Regions from separate parts of the Zea mays genome. Here region 1 is linked to region 2. Evidence: chromatin contacts called from public Hi-C data. All regions are on one chromosome and are shown on one strand. Each heading gives the region's core, a stretch centred on a gene start, on an enhancer-like site or on the middle of the called end of the contact. The rest is flanking DNA. Distances are from core to core; before and after follow the strand shown.

Region 1 (3,506 bases), core at 64-2,563, 60 kb before region 2:
CCACCAGCGTCAGCGTTACATGCCTGTAGGACATTAGGAGCTGACGGGTTTCAGAGCTATCGTAAAGCATAATCATGTCTGAGCATGAACGAAAAGCTACCGCCGTTTGCAGCGCGAAATTAATCGTACGGGTCTACATCATCTCGCTCCTTGATTACAGGGGCTGATATGATGGCGCCGTCACGTATTTCGGCTCGTAAATGATCAGTTGTAGCTAGCGACATGCGGAAGACGTACGTACGACAGGCAGGCGCCAGCTGTTGGACGTCAGGCAGGCTCTAGCTAGCGACGGCGGTGCTGCTGCAACTGCACTAGCGTTCTTCCATTTGGGCGTCATTCATTCTGATTGAGAGAGAGAGAGAGCAGGCAGGCCTATTGTATTGACTGCGCACTGTGGCGCTAGCAGCAGGGAAACCGTTCATGATTGACTGACGAATTTGTCTAGTAGTAGCTGTAGCACTAGCTAGGTTGTTTTGCAGTTCCGATCATCAGACAAGAGACACCGTACGTTATTATATATTTTGCCGATCACGCGTGCCAGCAGCGGAAAAAAATTTGGTGCAGCACTACTGCAAACAGTCTGGTTTACAGCTCCTCACAAAAAATGATGATAGATCCCACCTGCAGTAGCAATAACATAACTACAACGTTATCTGGTGGACCTGCAGGTGGAGTCTATCTGCCTTTTTGTGAGGGGCTGTAAACAATATGATTTGCAGCAGAGCTGCACCAAATTTTTTTCCGCAGTAGCAGCCTTTAAACCAAAGTGGGAGGCCGCCTTGAATACGCTCGTCGATCCTACCCTCCTCGCGACGTCGTTAGCAGCACATCCATTGATTATCGGGAGGCGAGAATAAGTTGCGTTAATTAGCAGTAATCGCACGTCTAATTATTAAAACCGGTCGCCGCCGACGTAGGCCCATACCGGTAGCCACCCCCTCCCCCGGGGGAGCCAGCTGTGCGGAAAGGACGACGCAAGAACACGATCGAGCATGCATGCATAGGCATAGCAGCAATATAATACGCCAATACCAGTCCAAGGAAAAGAAGAAGAAGAAAAAAAGTGAAACGGGTAAGGTCTTACCAGGCACAGGCAGGATCAGCGGCGATGGACTCTGAGATGGGCAGGAGCTGTCGATCTGCGTCACCGGCGCGGCGGCCGGGAAACGACCAAACCAGCAGCAGCTAGCACTAGCAGAGCGGGCGGCGGCGGGACGTGCGATTCTTCTCCCTTTTCCCCGCTTTTTTTTCCTTAACCCGGAGGACGCGCCGCGAAGAGGAGAAGAAAGATGCTGCTGTGCGGGGGAAGAGCCTGCGTTGGGGAAGAATTGAAGGAAGAGACGAGGCTTTAGGCAAGCAGGGTTTTAAGGATGGACGATGGTGGGATCAGGGAAGAGGTCCGGCCCTGACCGTCCGTTTATATCTCTACTATTTCTTAAGAGGGTAAGGAGGGCGTCCACACCCTCATCATGGCTCCACCCTCCCCACCCCCGCTAATCTCGCTGCCACCGCTCACGCCCTCCTATTCGTCTCCACCGCGCTAAACTCGCCGCGGCAGTGCCCGAATTTTTTGTTTTTTAGCCCCTTTCGAGTCAAAAATTTACGTTTGGACCCCCAGAAATTTTATTTGCACGTTTGGACCCGAAGCTCGGCGCCACAGGCTGTGGCGCCGAGGTAACACAGCTCGGCGCCATAGCCTATGGCGCCGAGCTTCGTGACGTGGCAGTCCTGCGTGGCACCTAGCTCGGCGCTACAGATCTTGGCGCCGAGCTAGGAAAAACCCGCAAACTGCCTTCTCTCTGCGCGTTTCTTCTCTTCTCTGCTCATTCCAAATCACGCCGCCGCCGTTTACGAAATCGCCGCCGCCGTCCACAAATCGCCGCCGCCTGCCCCAGCTCCGGCTCGCCGCCGCCCGCCCGCCCGGCCCAGCTCCAGCTCGCCGCCGCGATCCCCGCTCGAGCTCCGCCCGAGCTCGCCCGGAGTCACTGCCGCCGCCCGCCCGCCCCGAGTCCCTGCCGCCGGCCGCCCGCCCCGCTCCAGCTCCGGCCCGGCTCGCCGCCGCCCGCCCCACGCAGTCCACTGCCGCCCCGAGCTCGCCCGCAGTCCACTGCCGACCAGTCCCCGCCGCCCGGAGTCCGGCCAACGATCGGCCACCGCCCGCTCCGGCCCCGGTAGCTCCCGCCCCCACTGCCGACCAGTATTTTTTTAATTTCTTAGTTTGTAAACTAGTAGTAATTAGTTAGGTATCCACTTATTTATTGTTTAGTAAATAGTTAGATATTTCGTTGTTAGTGTTTATTAAAATAGTTAGCTAGTTTGTTGCGTAGTATATTGATAGTGTTTAGTAAATTCTTAGTGATTATATAGTTACCATTTTGTTTAGCGCATTGATATTACATGTTTTCTGTGTTGGCAACCATCGTGTTGTCGTTTATTCGCAGGTTCTATAAACATCACTTTACAGGGGAGGTGCTGCCAAATTTTTTACTGACAATTGGTTTTTTTTACGTAGGTGTTCGTCCGACTTGACCTTCTCCACCGTTAGCTGGACTCGTACGCGTTCTCAGGTATACATAGTTTTCGTACATTATTTATAGATTATGTAATTTCGTTTGATGTGTTCATTTAATATTTACTGTATAGTTATTAGTTAATATATATTTATTACTTAGTAAGTTAGTAGGCTTAAGTATATAGCCATTATTGAGTTAGTAATCCATTTTTGCAATAGATGGACAGCCTAGTAACACTATACCATGGAGGAAGGGTGGAGATAGATGCTTATGGGAGTGTTACTTTTGATGGTATGAAGATCGTGACCATGTTGTTCGTTGAAAGACCATCTTTTGACCAGCTTTTGGCTCGAGCTTGTGAGGAGATTAGTTGCGACATAAACGACCCTAGAATATCAATTCAGGGTTTGTTGTCCCATATTACATATGGAACATTTGTCCGACGGTTGATCTCCATTACCTCAGAAGATGATGAGAGCACCTAGAGGGGGGGTGAATAGGTGATCCTGTAATAACTTAACTTATAGCCACAAAAAAAACTTGTTAAGGGTTAGCACAATAATTGCCAAGTGGCTAAAGAGGACATCTTGCACAATACAACAATCACAGAGAATTCAACACAGAGGAGACACGGTGATTTATCCCGTGGTTCGGCCAAGTACAAAACTTGCCTACTCCACGTTGTGGCGTCCCAACGGACGAGGGTTGCAATCAACCCCTCTCAAGCGGTCCAAAGACCCACTTGAATACCACGGTGTTTTGCCTTGCTTATCTTTATCCCACTCGCGAGGAATCTCCACAAATTGGAGTCTCTCGCCCTTACACTTAAGATTCACAAAGAAGCACGGAGTAAGGGAGGGAAGCAACACACACAAATCCACAGCGAGATGCGCACACACACGGCCAAGAATCGAGCTCAAAGACTATCTCACAGTTTCTCACAAGAACAGAGCTCGAATCACTTAGAATCACAAACGGATGCGCAAAGACTCA
Region 2 (3,571 bases), core at 868-3,367:
TTGATCACTGAAATTTTTTGATCTCTTATGGTTTGGCCTCGATGTGGGGACTATTGGTCCAACTTGCATTGATTGTGGCTGAATATCAGGACATGTATTGCTATTATTATCAAATTCTCCTTCAATGTTGTCATCCATCATCATGTTTGAAAAGTATCCATTCCCTCGAACTACATCTAAAAAATGGTACTGTAAAGTCAAGACAGGTCTACTATGCCTCACATAAATGGTACATGGTGACTGCAAGTTCAGGCAGGAAGCCAACCTTCTGGACAAAATATATGCTCAAACAAAGCATGAACCAAACTGAGACAACTGAACACACTAAGTTATCTTGCAAAGTGAATGGATATATATTCAAGCAACATCGACACATAAGCAATATTATTCCTAGTCTTGTATTCATATGCTCAAACAAAGCATGTACGCACAATTTCTTTTCTTTCTATACTGCTATAAGCTACCTATTCATTTACTGAACAATAAGGCTCACTATATTGAATCAACAATATGCAGGTCATTAACATTTCAGACTACATCAAACTTGTGTCTGACGGTCTGACCACTATCAACGAGACAAGCTTCAGTTCATACCTTCCCCTCGGTTGAAGGATGAAGGCAACTCGTCCCTGCAGCTGAACATGGTCGACGCTAACGGATCTGCGACGACTCTCGCATGTGCAGGCACAGCTGGCCGGAAAGGTCCACCATGGAATGTGCCTGGCACGGTATGTCCACCGTCGAGGTCGATTTCTTCTCCGCAGGTGACATGCATTTGGGGGAACCCACCGCCAATGGAGTTTGCCGGAACAGTAGGAGTCGCAGATCGAGCAGACGTTGATCCACACTGCCAGTAGTCGCCGCCGCGTCCGCCTCCACCACCTCCACCGTCGTGTCCGCCTCCTGCCCCAACATCGAGTCCGCCTCCTCCACCATGTTCGGCTCCTCCTGCACCACCGAATCGCCCTGCTCCTCCACAGCCGCGACCGCGTCCGTCTCCTCCACAGCCGCGACCGCGACCGCGTCCGCCTCCTCCACTGCTGCCCAATCCTCCCCCTCCGGTACTGCCTCCGCCGCTCAAGCCAGATCCCGCCATGGAGCAGCTCCTTCCAGCACGAACGCGAACTTGCTTCAGCAAATTTTGGCACGGGAATAGTAGATTTCGCGCGCGCGCAAGATTGGGGACGGAGTCGTGACGCGGAAATATGCGGGGACGAGCGCTGGTTATTCGGGTTTGGGTGGGGGGGGGGAATAGATGGACTGTTGGAGCGCTGAAAAGAGCTGTTTTGCTAATAAATCTTTTTTGGGGTGTTTTAGCGTGCTCTGTTGGAGTTGCTCTTAGAGGGGATCGGAATCTTAACTCTCTGAAAGCAGTAATGCTTGCTGAGGTAGGTCGTCATCTGTGTGTGCTAGCAGTACGGGTTAGCAATGTAGTTTCACTCTCTCACGGCACTTGTTTTTCGGTACTCCTATATGATATGACGACGATGTTTACGTACGTAAGCCGAAGCTTCTTTCTGTTTGGCGCCCATGCATGAGTCCTTCAGACAATTGGGTCATCCGCCTTTTCTTTCCCGTTCGAGTACGAGAAGTTCTAGACGCATCAGTACGTTAATGTAACCGTGTTACGTACTCTAGTCCTCCTACGAGCCAGCCGCTTGTCTTGACGGGAACCGTCGCATGCAATGCATGCAATGATAGTACGCGTGTCGATCGATCTTTCGCTTTTTTTTTTCTGGGCGGAATCAATATCGACGGCCGTCCCCGATCGACAGTTACCCACTCAGGTCTTTGAGTAGCTCCCTGTTCCTGCACCGCAGATTCCATGCCATCCCGTCTCTCTCGGCGGCTCTCGTTCACCTCACATGATTCAACAGGGACCCCAATCGTGACTTCTCCCTCCCTCGCATTCCGTCATGACCACCGGCTGCACTGCACTCGTTGACAGAGCCAAGAGCTCGCCCGAGCCCGACCGGGCTCGCGCTCGGCTCGCTGCTGCTGTAGGCAGGAAGGGATTTCAGGCACCCAATGCGCGCGGGCACGGCCCCGGTTGTCGCTGTCCCGCCTGTCCCGGTCCACGGCGACGGTGACGGCGGCTTTGCCTCCAGCTCATCATTCAGAGCGCGCGCCGCGCCATGCACGAGTACACACGACACGATCACAGGCGGACGGACGGGGTCCACGCGCTTCCACCGCCTCTCGCGACTCGCAGTTCGCGACTCGCAGTCGCAGTCGCGAGATGAAAGAGATTTTTATCTGCAGCGGCGGCGCCTCATCTTTTTAATCACCCCCATTTTGCGCTCTCTTCAGCTAGACCAGTTCCGGGTTTGCATTTCCATGACCATTTCAGCTAGAGCTAGACCAGTTCCGAGAGAACGCTGTTTTAGTTACCAACCTAGACAAGTGCTTGTCTAGGCTTATAATTACAACGTACATATCGGCTTTTCTGACATCACTATCGGAATTTGGCTCTTTACCAAGTGTCAAATTCTTTGCCGAGTGTTTTATTTCGGACACTCGGCAAAGAGCTCTTTGCCGAGTGCCACGCAAAAAACCCTCGGTAAAAGAAAACACTCGGCGAAGAAGCTCTTTGCCGAGTGTTTTATTTTTGACACTCGGCAAAGAGTTTTTTTGCCGAGTGTCTTTTTTTGACACTCGGCAAAAAACTCTTTGCCGAGTGTCACAAATACAACACTCGGCAAAGAGCTCTTTGCCGAGTGTTTTTTCTCCAACACTAGGCAAAGACAATTTAAAAATCACATTTTAAAGTAGTAAATTAATTCAAATGAAAAAAATTTCAACTACAAATTTGTATAACTCATCATGATGTACAATTTATATATTGAACATTTCTTCATATGACAAAATAAAAATAAATTTGTTCATAAAACATATATCTCTCTCGTAGTTTATGAAACTACGAGAGAGACGTATAGAATTTGTGCATATTGTTAGAACCATCATCTGAGATAAACAAATTACCAAACAACCAAAATAAACTTTGTAGATGTTGAGAAGCTATAGAAGTTTATAGTTGACAACTTTTTCATTTCAAGTCATATTGTCAACGAAAACTACGTCTGAATTTAAAAAATTTAAAATTTGAAATTTTGAAAACGACTTCGAAAGGAAAAACCACCAACATGAAAGTTGTAGGTATTGAAGAGTTATGAAACTTTGTAGTTGACAATGTTTTAGTTTGAAATCATCTTGTTACGCAAAACTATGTTTGAATTTTGAAATTTGAATTTTTCAAACTGTCTCGGATGGAAAAACCACCAAAATAAAAGTTGTAGGTCTTGAAATGTAATGAAACTTTGTAGTTGACAATTTTTTAATTTGAAATCATCTTATCATTGAAAATTTCGTGTGAAGTTTTTAAATGTAAGATTCAAATTTTATAAACGGTCTCGGATGTAGAAACTATTAAAATAAAACTTTTAGATCTCAAAAAGTTATGCAACTTTATAGTTGGTCACATTTTCAAATGAACTCATTTAGTGCCTTAAATAATCAAATTACTCTCGATTTGTTATAGTACATGGGGAATGGAAACGTAATATATACATAA

Evidence for each region. A called contact is a pair of places that touch in the nucleus more often than the background predicts.
Region 1: a contact with region 2 is called in a Hi-C map of leaf, with 3 times the contacts expected there. The contact joins the promoter of LOC100194340 here to the enhancer-like site in region 2. A contact is called at or near these places in 4 of 25 Hi-C or Micro-C datasets (ear, leaf and tassel).

The regions. Positions count from the first base shown.
Region 1 is chr2:35,260,075-35,263,580 of Zm-B73-REFERENCE-NAM-5.0, reverse strand. LOC100194340 reads right to left here and starts at 1,313. Exons shown (of 6, transcript NM_001139376.2): 1 at 1,085-1,313.
Region 2 is chr2:35,200,942-35,204,512 of Zm-B73-REFERENCE-NAM-5.0, reverse strand. It overlaps the pseudogene LOC109944153. Among protein-coding and RNA genes, the nearest start is that of LOC100194340, 60 kb to the left of the region's middle. Within about 2 kb of position 2,117, at least 16 of the 20 cell types and tissues checked have an H3K27ac peak or open chromatin away from gene starts, as enhancers often do. A contact at or near this core is called in ear, leaf and tassel, where this site is marked.